Regions from separate parts of the Mus musculus genome. Here region 1 is linked to region 2. Evidence: chromatin contacts called from public HiChIP or PLAC-seq data. All regions are on one chromosome and are shown on one strand. Each heading gives the region's core, a stretch centred on a gene start, on an enhancer-like site or on the middle of the called end of the contact. The rest is flanking DNA. Distances are from core to core; before and after follow the strand shown.

Evidence for each region. HiChIP or PLAC-seq counts read pairs in DNA pulled down with a chosen protein or histone mark.
Region 1: an H3K4me3 HiChIP or PLAC-seq map of bone marrow-derived macrophages shows a contact between it and region 2, with 2.8 times the contacts expected there. The contact joins the promoter of Cd300ld here to the promoter of Rpl38 in region 2. A contact is called at or near these places in 2 of 115 datasets of contacts at active chromatin or transcription factors (bone marrow-derived macrophages and pancreatic cancer cells).

Annotation. Positions count from the first base shown.
Region 1 is chr11:114,987,663-114,992,079 of GRCm38.p6, reverse strand. Cd300ld (CD300 molecule like family member d) reads left to right here and starts at 2,194. Exons shown (of 4, transcript NM_145437.2): 1 at 2,194-2,309. The coding sequence starts at 2,270.
Region 2 is chr11:114,666,278-114,670,752 of GRCm38.p6, reverse strand. It overlaps Rpl38 (ribosomal protein L38), which reads right to left and starts at 2,173. Exons shown (of 4, transcript NM_001362918.1): 1 at 1,939-2,173; 2 at 1,787-1,847. The coding sequence starts at 1,941.

The DNA.
Region 1 (4,417 bases), core at 945-3,444, 320 kb before region 2:
GAAAATATCTTGTAAGGTTTGGTGAGATGGGTCAGCTTTGCTTTGAAGCATGGTCTCCTGAGGTCAGTGTCCAGGACTTACGGTGGAAGCAGAGAACCAACTCCCAGAAGTTGTCCTCTGACTCCCGTGTGCAAGCTGTACTCCACCCCACACTCACAAACACATCACACAGCACACATGGTCCCAAGAAATAAAACTTAAAGCAAACAATAAAATGTTCCTTAATAAATTATTTCCTTTTTAGAGCCTGTTCTTGTGTTTCTTAAATTTGTTTTTGAATGAATTATATTTTTATTTTGAGATCTTTAAAAGATTTGTTTTATTATAATTGTGTGAGTGTGTGTGTGTGACACAGAAACACATGCACTTGTATGTGAAGTGCCCCTGGGTAACAGAATAGGGCGATGGATCATCCAGAGCTCAAGTCACAGGTGGTTGTGAGCCATCACTCGTGGGTTTGGAACCACACTTGGGTCCTCTGACAGAGCAGTATGCACTCTGTCACTGAGCTGTCTCTCCAGTCCCTGACTTTATGTTTAATTATCTATATGTGTGTATGACTGTGTGTGTGTATACGCACGTGGATGCAGTTGTCTGTGATGATCAGAGGTGGCTCTTACCCATAAGCCACCTCTCTAACTCCTAATATTTATTTCATTATGTGTTTCAGCCTAATACAGAATGAATACATCTGGAGATGTGGCTCAATGGTAGCATGCTTGTCTACAGTGCATTAAACCCTGGTTTTGATCTCAGTCCACACAAAAAAGGAAAATATTATTAAATGACGTTTTGTGTTGGTAGCTGAGGTGGGGTGTGTGTGTGTTTGTGACGGATTGTGTGTGTTAGGTAATGTATGTGTGTATTTTTGTGGTGCATGTGTGTATGTGAGGGTGAGGTGGGTTATATGTGTGTGTATATATGCATGTGTGAGGTAGGTTGTGTGTGTGGTGGGTTATGTGTGTGTATGTGTATTTGTGTGTATATGTGTGTGGTGTGTATTTGTATGGTGTGTGTGGTGTGTGAGTGTATATGGTATATGTGTGTTTGTGCTGTTTGTGTGCATATGTGTGTGATCTGTGTGTATGTATGTGTGCTGGATTATGTATATGTGGTATATGTGTGTGGTCTGTGTATATATCTGTGTTGTGTATATGTGGTATGTGTGTGCATGGGCATGTGTTCATGTGTGTATGTGCATCTGTGTGTGCATTAGTGTGTACATTCATGTGTGTGTAGATTCTCCTGTGTGAATGTGTGTGTGTATGTGCATATGTATGTGTTTGTAAAATTCCTCCCATAATAATTTGATACCAGGGATACATGTACCTATATCTACATATCTACACTTGAAATTGGTCCTCTGGATTTAAACCAACTGCAGATTCCCACAATATGGGAGGCTTACTGGAGGAAGAGAGCTTGAAGCCAGCTTGGGCTGCACAGCAAAACTCTGTCTTACAGAAACAGAACCAGGGCTTGTGGATTCAGGGCAGTGGGTAGAGTGCATTCGTGAAACCTTGGTTTCAGGCTTCAGAGTCTCATAAAAGAGCATGGTGGGGAATGTCCGTAACGCTAGCACTTTAATGTTGGAAAAAGGAAAATGAGAAGCTCAAGGCCAGCTTTGGCTCCATGAGACTTTCCTTAAAACCCACAGTCTCCCTTGTTCTTTGAGTCAATGCCTGTGTCAATAGTAGCCATTGTGGCAGATGCCCCTGGCCACAGAAATCCGTGCTGAGACGTCCATAGCTAGATGAATTCCTGCTGCCCCAGGCTGAGCCTTCAGAAATGCCCTCTGCCACCCAGGGCTTAGCCTAGGCTACTGCCACGGGCTTAGCCTGGGCTGCCTTGTACACTCTTGCTACTACAGCCACTATGCCTTTGGTTGTTCTCCTCTCCCATGATCCCCTGCAACTCAGTTACTTCCTAGGTGAGGGCTTTGCTGTATCCCATCCTTTGTGTCTGTCTCTGCTGATCTGTGTGTCTGCATCTCTCCTCCTGATTCCCATCTGTCTTTCAAGTTCATGTGTCCCATTGCATCTACTCATTAGAGGAAGTTCCCTGTTCACCCGGCTGTCACTCTTTTCCAGTGACTTGGTTGTCTCAAAGATTGACATCATCTTCTTCCTGTATGCAAAATTGAGAAATTTTGTCAAGGAAGTTACTGAGAGAAGTGAACAAGAGAGACCTAAAGGCAACTCAAGCTGAGCTGCGAGTCCTCACAGGGTCCTGACATCTGTCGTCAACAAGGACATGAGAGGAGACGACCATGTGGCAGTTCTCTGCTCTACTCCTATTCTTCCTCCCAGGTAAGTAGCAAGGGCTTTAGACACTTCCATGTCAGTGGTGAGGGCGACCAAGACGGTCTGTTCTGTGTTAGAGAAACCTGGCTGATCTATTCACCAGCTGCTTACCCCTAAAAGAAAAGGCAAGTTTTTTGACATCTTGTGGATTCTATGTGTACTGCAGAAAAACAAATTTCAAAATAAAAAATAAAAATAAAAGCCAAAAACAAACCTTCCAACCCTAGCTGCTCCACGAAAGCCGATGAGTGAGTGGATGAACTAATTCTCACAAAATGTATTTTGGGTTTCATGTTTGGCACATGCAGCCTAGGATGCCCCTGAACTTGTGATCCTCCGGACTCCACCCTCTGAGTGCTGGGGTTTCTAGATGCAGCTCCATCTCCCGTTCTGCTGTGAGCTTTAGTTGACACAGTAATGAATACTTACAGGGGCTGGGTGTGGTGGTGATTACCTTTAATGCCAGCACTCAGAAAGCAGAGGTGGGTGGACCTCTGTTGGTTCAAGGCCAGCCTGGCCCACATTTTGAGAAAACCTGATGGAGTACAATGTGGCTTTTTCACAAGTTTGTACAAGATGTAGTGATCAGATCAGGGTAGCTGGGCTTTCATCAGTCATTTGTCATTTCTTTGTAATCTTGTGTATGAGGTATTTTGAAATATTCTGTTGTCAGACATATTTTCATCTCTCTCATACAACACTAAAAGTTGTCATTCTCATCAAATAATAGATACCCCTGTGTCCTACAAACTCTATCTCTAATTGCAAGCACTCTCCTGTCTTCCCTAATACCCTTCCCAGGCTGATAACCTCTTTTCTATTTTCTACTCCTTTGAGGTTAACTTTTGTTCTTTTGAGAAAAAATGTGTCTCTGTGATATATGTGTGAAAATGTTTGTGTGTATGTCTCTCTGTGTGTGTACACACATGTGCATGTGCTCTCAGGTGCACACATGGGTGCACACATACATGTGGAGATTGACACTGGATCCCTTTCTCTAACACTCTCCACCTTGTTTATTCAGACATGGTCTCCCGCTGCTCCTGAGCTCACAGATTCAGTCTATCTGGCCTGTGATCTCCAGGATCCTCCTGTCTTTCGGGTTACAGACACCCCCACCTCACCTGGCTTTCTACCAGGCAGACCCATAGTCTGCAAAGATTCCCACACTGCAGGCTGTCTCTCCATGCTGTTGGTTGTGTCCTTTAAGTTTAAAATAATTACATTCAGCAATTTTTTGTTTTCTAACTTGTGGCATTAGGAAATGTTTTGTTGTTGAAGCCAATACCCTGAAGAACTTTCTTTATACTTTTTCTTCCTCCCTCCCTCCCTCCCTCCCTCCCTCCCTCCCTCCCTCCCTCCCTCCTTCCTTTTTTTCTTCCGTTATGTCTTTCCTAAGAGTTAATAGCTGTATCTAGACACAACAGAAGAGGGCATCAGATCCCCTTACAGATGGTTGAGAGTCGCCATGTGGGTAGTGGGAAGTGAATTCAGGACCTCTGGAAGAGCAGCCTGTGGTCCTAACCACTGAGCCATCTCTCCAGAGCCTGCTTTATCATTAAGCAGGTATTTGGAATTTGTTGCTTGTGCATGCTGTGTAAGCCCCTCACCAACAGTGCTGCGTCCTCAGACCTACCCAGGAGCTCTGGGACTCAGATTCCACGGATCTGAAGGACAGCACAGGGTCTGCGTGCTGTGAGCTCTGCACCACATGGAGGTCAGATTGCTTGGTGTCATTTTGGTCAGCCTCCAGGACATCTATCCCAGAGACTGCTGGAATGACCAATAGTGGTTTCTGTGTGGCCATAGGATGTGTCTTCTACAAATGACCCTCCTGAGGGCATTGGGTCTGGAAATGAAGCTATCAGTGGACATGGTCTTCTGACACTTCCCCTATTCCAGACATTGGTCATTGTCACCATTGAATCTTGTGAGAGCTATAACTGGGTTCTTCAGCCCTTTTGTCTTAGTCTTTTTTTCTTTTGTTAGTTTTATTTTCTTTTGAGGCTTTAACCAATAGGATAAAAATGCTGATCTGCCTTGGGAAAAGGGAAGCCTTTTTCTGGTTGTTATTCAGCTCATGAACTCTACTTGGCTCAGTAGGAGATCAGTGG
Region 2 (4,475 bases), core at 924-3,423:
CAGAGCTCGAGGAATGCTAGGTAGGGGCCCTCACAGTCTCAGCCCCTGGGCATTGTCCAACTGCCATATAGCGACTCCACTTCTGGGTAAGTATCCAAAAATAAATGCTGCGTCAGGCTGACAGAAAATGTGCAAGCAGCCCAGTGTCCACCAACTCAATGTGGTGCCCCCACACAGAAGAAGCGCTGACTAGGGCTTCCCACACATCTGTAATACCAGCCCCCAGGAGACCCAGGAAGTTCAAGGTTAGAGAGAAGCCAGTGTAATAGTTGGGTGGGTAAAGACAGCCAGTGTCAAACCCAATGACCCCAGTCTGGTTCCTGAGATCTGCCCCATAGGACAACCAACACCCTCAAGATCCTCTCTGGCCTCCACATGTGCACATATACAATAAACAAAAACATAAGGGGGAAAACAAGTCAGAAATATCGGCCCAGGTCTACAATCCGCGAACACTTGGGAGGCGGAGAGAGACTCCCTGAGCTCTAGATCTGAGGCCAGCTTGGGCTACAAGGTGAGTGCCAATGTTATTCCAGATCCATATAGCCTATTTCTAAACAAAACAAAACCAAACCCACCAGAAATTGGGTCCAAAGGCATTTCTCCTAACCCATACGCTTGATTCATTTTCTTAACTAATTAAGGAACTGACAGGCCTGCTAGGTTGACCTCAGCAATCTGGAGGCATGACCTCTGATTCCACACTCTTAAAGTTAAACAGGAGAAAAGAACTGTGGCCCGTGGCCGAGCTGAGACTTGAGAAGGCAGTGCCAAATGTTACAGGCCGGATGGAAAACACCAGCAAACCCCACTGTGCCCACCAGCAGGAGACATTCGCCAGGCCGGTGGCCGCCGGCCCACAGACAACCACATCAGAGGCAACAGCCTGTCTGACGTGACAGAGTACACCTAAGGACCTTGCAAAGGCTCTTCCTGCCCACCTAGGTCTACTTCCGCTCATTATCTGATGTTTATAAGTCCGATCTGGGGAGGAAAAGGAAGGCCCATAGGGCTATCTCACACAGTAGAAGACCAGACCTCTTTTTAGCTGCCATGGGAAGATAACATCACCCAAGGTTTCTCGCTAGGCACATCCTCCCCAAACATCCTTTAAGTAGCAGACAATTCCCTCTTCGTGTATGAAAGAACAATACAGAAAGCAGCAGGAGCCGACAAACAACTTTGAACCTGCTTGTTTTAATCTATTTTCGAGACAATGTAACCAAGGAGAGCCTAGCATTTCCCCATCCCTTTGTCCCTGCCTCCGGAATTCGGGGACTGCAGTCTGTGCACCAGGCCTGGCTCTGAATCTCAGCTCATGCCGAGCAGGAGCGAACCCAGCGCAGGAAGAAGCAAGCGCCTTGCTATGTAGGCCAAGGATAGCGTTGGATGCTCAGTTCTCTTGCCTCGGCCCGAGATTAAGCAGGCAGACCTGGGCCAGCACACTGGCTCTGCTTTGTCTCGTCACCTCGCACTCGCTTATTTGGAAGCTGAAGGTTACTGGTAAATGACACTTTTTTCTTTTTTTTTTTTAAGGACAGGGTCTCGCTACGCAGCCCTGGAGAGCTTCTAACTCCCAGGGATTCTCCGGACTCCACCACGCGGGCAAGCCCGGTACTGAACTACAAGGCTCGCTGTGATCGGGGTGTGCACACGTGGCAATGCCAACCTCAGTGTGACACGCTGGGTCGCCAAGCTCGCCATAACCTGCTGTTCCGAGCCGCCCGATGCCTCCCTCCGCCCGTCCCTCGGGCTCGCCCTGAGCCTCCCGGGAGCCCGCACTTACACTTGGCATCCTTCCGCCGGGCTGTCAGCAGAAAGTCCTTGATCTCCTCAATTTTCCGAGGCTGTAACATAGGAGGGACAGAAGATGAGCCGGGGGAACGTGCGCGTCCGGGGGACGCCCAAGCCCGCCCCGGTCCCTCGTCCCGCACTCACCATGGCGACGCGGGCTCGGCTCTGGCGTCCGCACCTGCGGGGTACAATCCCGAGTTAACCGGCCGCGATCCTATTTCCCCGATCCGCCCGCCGCACCCCTCCCTCCTCCCTCCCTCGCTCCCCGCACACCCGTGCTCCCTGCGCCCTCCCCGGCTGCGGATCGCCCCGGATTGAACGCCCTTCCCCACCTGCCCAGCACACTCACAGCGATGAGAACCGAAGAGAACGGGGAAAGAACGAGGCTTCCGCTTCCGGACGGTTAACCCCGCCCAACAGAGGAAACTGAGTACGGTGTCTGCAAAGGACCAGAAAGGATGCGTTCATCATTTCAATTTCAGCAGCCCTGCCCTCTTCTGGTTCAGATTAGTAGTGCAGCTTCTTATAGCAATGGCGTTAGGCTGCCAGCATCACCCTCACCTCCCTTCTTATCCTTTCCCCTATTGTCCCCTCTTTCTGTCACTCATCTTATTATTTTTTTTTTACATTTTATTTTATTTTTTGTTTTTCGAGACAGGGTTTCTCTGTATAGCCCTGGCTGTCCTGGAACTCACTTTGTAGACCAGGCTGGCCTCGAACTCAGAAATCCACCTGCCTCTGCCTCCCGAGTGCTGGGATTAAAGGCGTGCGCCACCACGCCCGGCTACATTTTATTTTTATTGCGTGTATATTTAATTTGCTTGTATATCTGTGCATTAAATGAATGCAATGCTCATGGAGGCCAGAAGAGGGCATCGGATCCAGGGGAACTGGAATTACAAACAGCTGTGAAATGCCTCGTAGGTGCTGGGATCTGAACCCCGGTGTTCTGGGGGAGCAGCCAGTGCTCTTAGGACTGAGCGATAGCTCCAGGTCCAGAAGTGATTGGCTATTTATGTATTTGTTTATTTGAGACGGGGTTGGGTCACCTACCTTCTTCATGCTTATAACAGGCCCAGCAGAAATGATAGTCCAAAGAGCCACTATGTGCCTCACTTGCGTGCAGGGCAGAACTTCTGCAACCACCTGGGTAATCAGAAATGGCTCCTTTATTGCATCTTGAGACCCATTATCCAGGTCAAGAATTGAGCCTCCCCTGGCCAGACAGCTCAGGCCAGCTCTCACCACACGTTGCTTCTTTTTTTTTTTTTTTTTTTTTTTTTTTTTTTTTTTGGGTTTTTTGGTTTTTCGAGACAGGGTTTCTCTGTATAGCCCTGGCTGTCCTGGAGCTCACTTTGTAGACCAGGCTGGCCTCGAACTCAGAAATCCGCCTGCCTCTGCCTCCCGAGTGCTGGGATTAAAGGCGTGCGCCACCACGCCCGGCTACGTTGCTTCTTTAGACATGTAAGAAGTGACAGCTTTGGGAAGGCAGCGTTGCTTCCGTCTGCCGACTGGGTTCCCGCCCGGCTCTAACTTCCTTAGCACTTTGTTAGTCTTTATGATAATGCCTTGAAGGTTAGGCTCCAGGAAACTTTAGGTAGTGGTTTTATTTTCAACCACTTTTATTTTATTTCAACCGCTCTACAAATGTCTCCATTTTATTATGTTTGTCTCCCCCCCCCCCCAATTTAATAACTCACAACAGAATGTAATTGCCTTGTACTTATTACTGTGGAGAGCCTTCCCCCCCACCCCTCCCCCCCACCCCCACCCCGGAGGATGAGCGCTTAACCGTGAGGTTTTCAAACTCACCTCTTTCTCTCCTCCCCGCTCCCTTCGCGGAGCTCCTGCCTCCCGGTGATACGGGGCAGAAAAACTAATTGTGCAGGAGTCTTTTTCAAGAACAGAGCTGTGCTTCGGCGACTGCTGGTAACTGTTGGGTTTCAGACCCCAGAACAAGCAGCTGAGGTGTATTTTACACACCAAAGCAGGCCTGGCCCCCAGCTTTTCCCAGCATCCCTCAGTCCCTACCTGGCAGACCCTTTTCCCAACCCTAAACTTTTAGGTCCCCGGGCTGTCCACAACAGAGAAGGAATGTTTGGTGGGGGTGTGGGGAAGGGGGTGCCTCCGCGGACCCATGCTGAGGCATCCCTTCCCCCTGAGGGACCAGCCACACTACAGTATAGAATAGAGTATATTCAGGGCATGGAGAGGGGAGTTGAGAGAGTAGTAGAGGAGAGAGAGAGAGAGAGAGAGAGAGAGAGAGAGAGAGACAGAGACAGAGACAGAGACAGAGAGAGACAGAGAGACAAACAGAGACAGACAGAGACAGACAGAGAAGAGGCTGGCCATGAGCATTTGGAGGGAGAGGCGGGAAGGGAATGGGGAGTGGGGAGAAAGAGGGTAAGGGACAAAAAGACAGAGCAGGAACAAGAGGACAAGAGAGAGGGGAGAAGGCAAGCAACCCCTTTTATAGTGACTCAGGCAAATGCCTTTTGGGTCTTTTCTGCCTCCTGTCGCCTCAAGTAACTGTCCTTTTGGCCAAACTGAGAGCCTCTTGCTGGTGCTTCTGGTCTGCGGGGACGTCTTTGCTGTATTACAGTGTCCCTTCATAACCCATTCCATTTTCTACTTGGGGCCAGACCTTCAGCTCCGATGCCCCCCCCCCCCCAGCCCCTTTG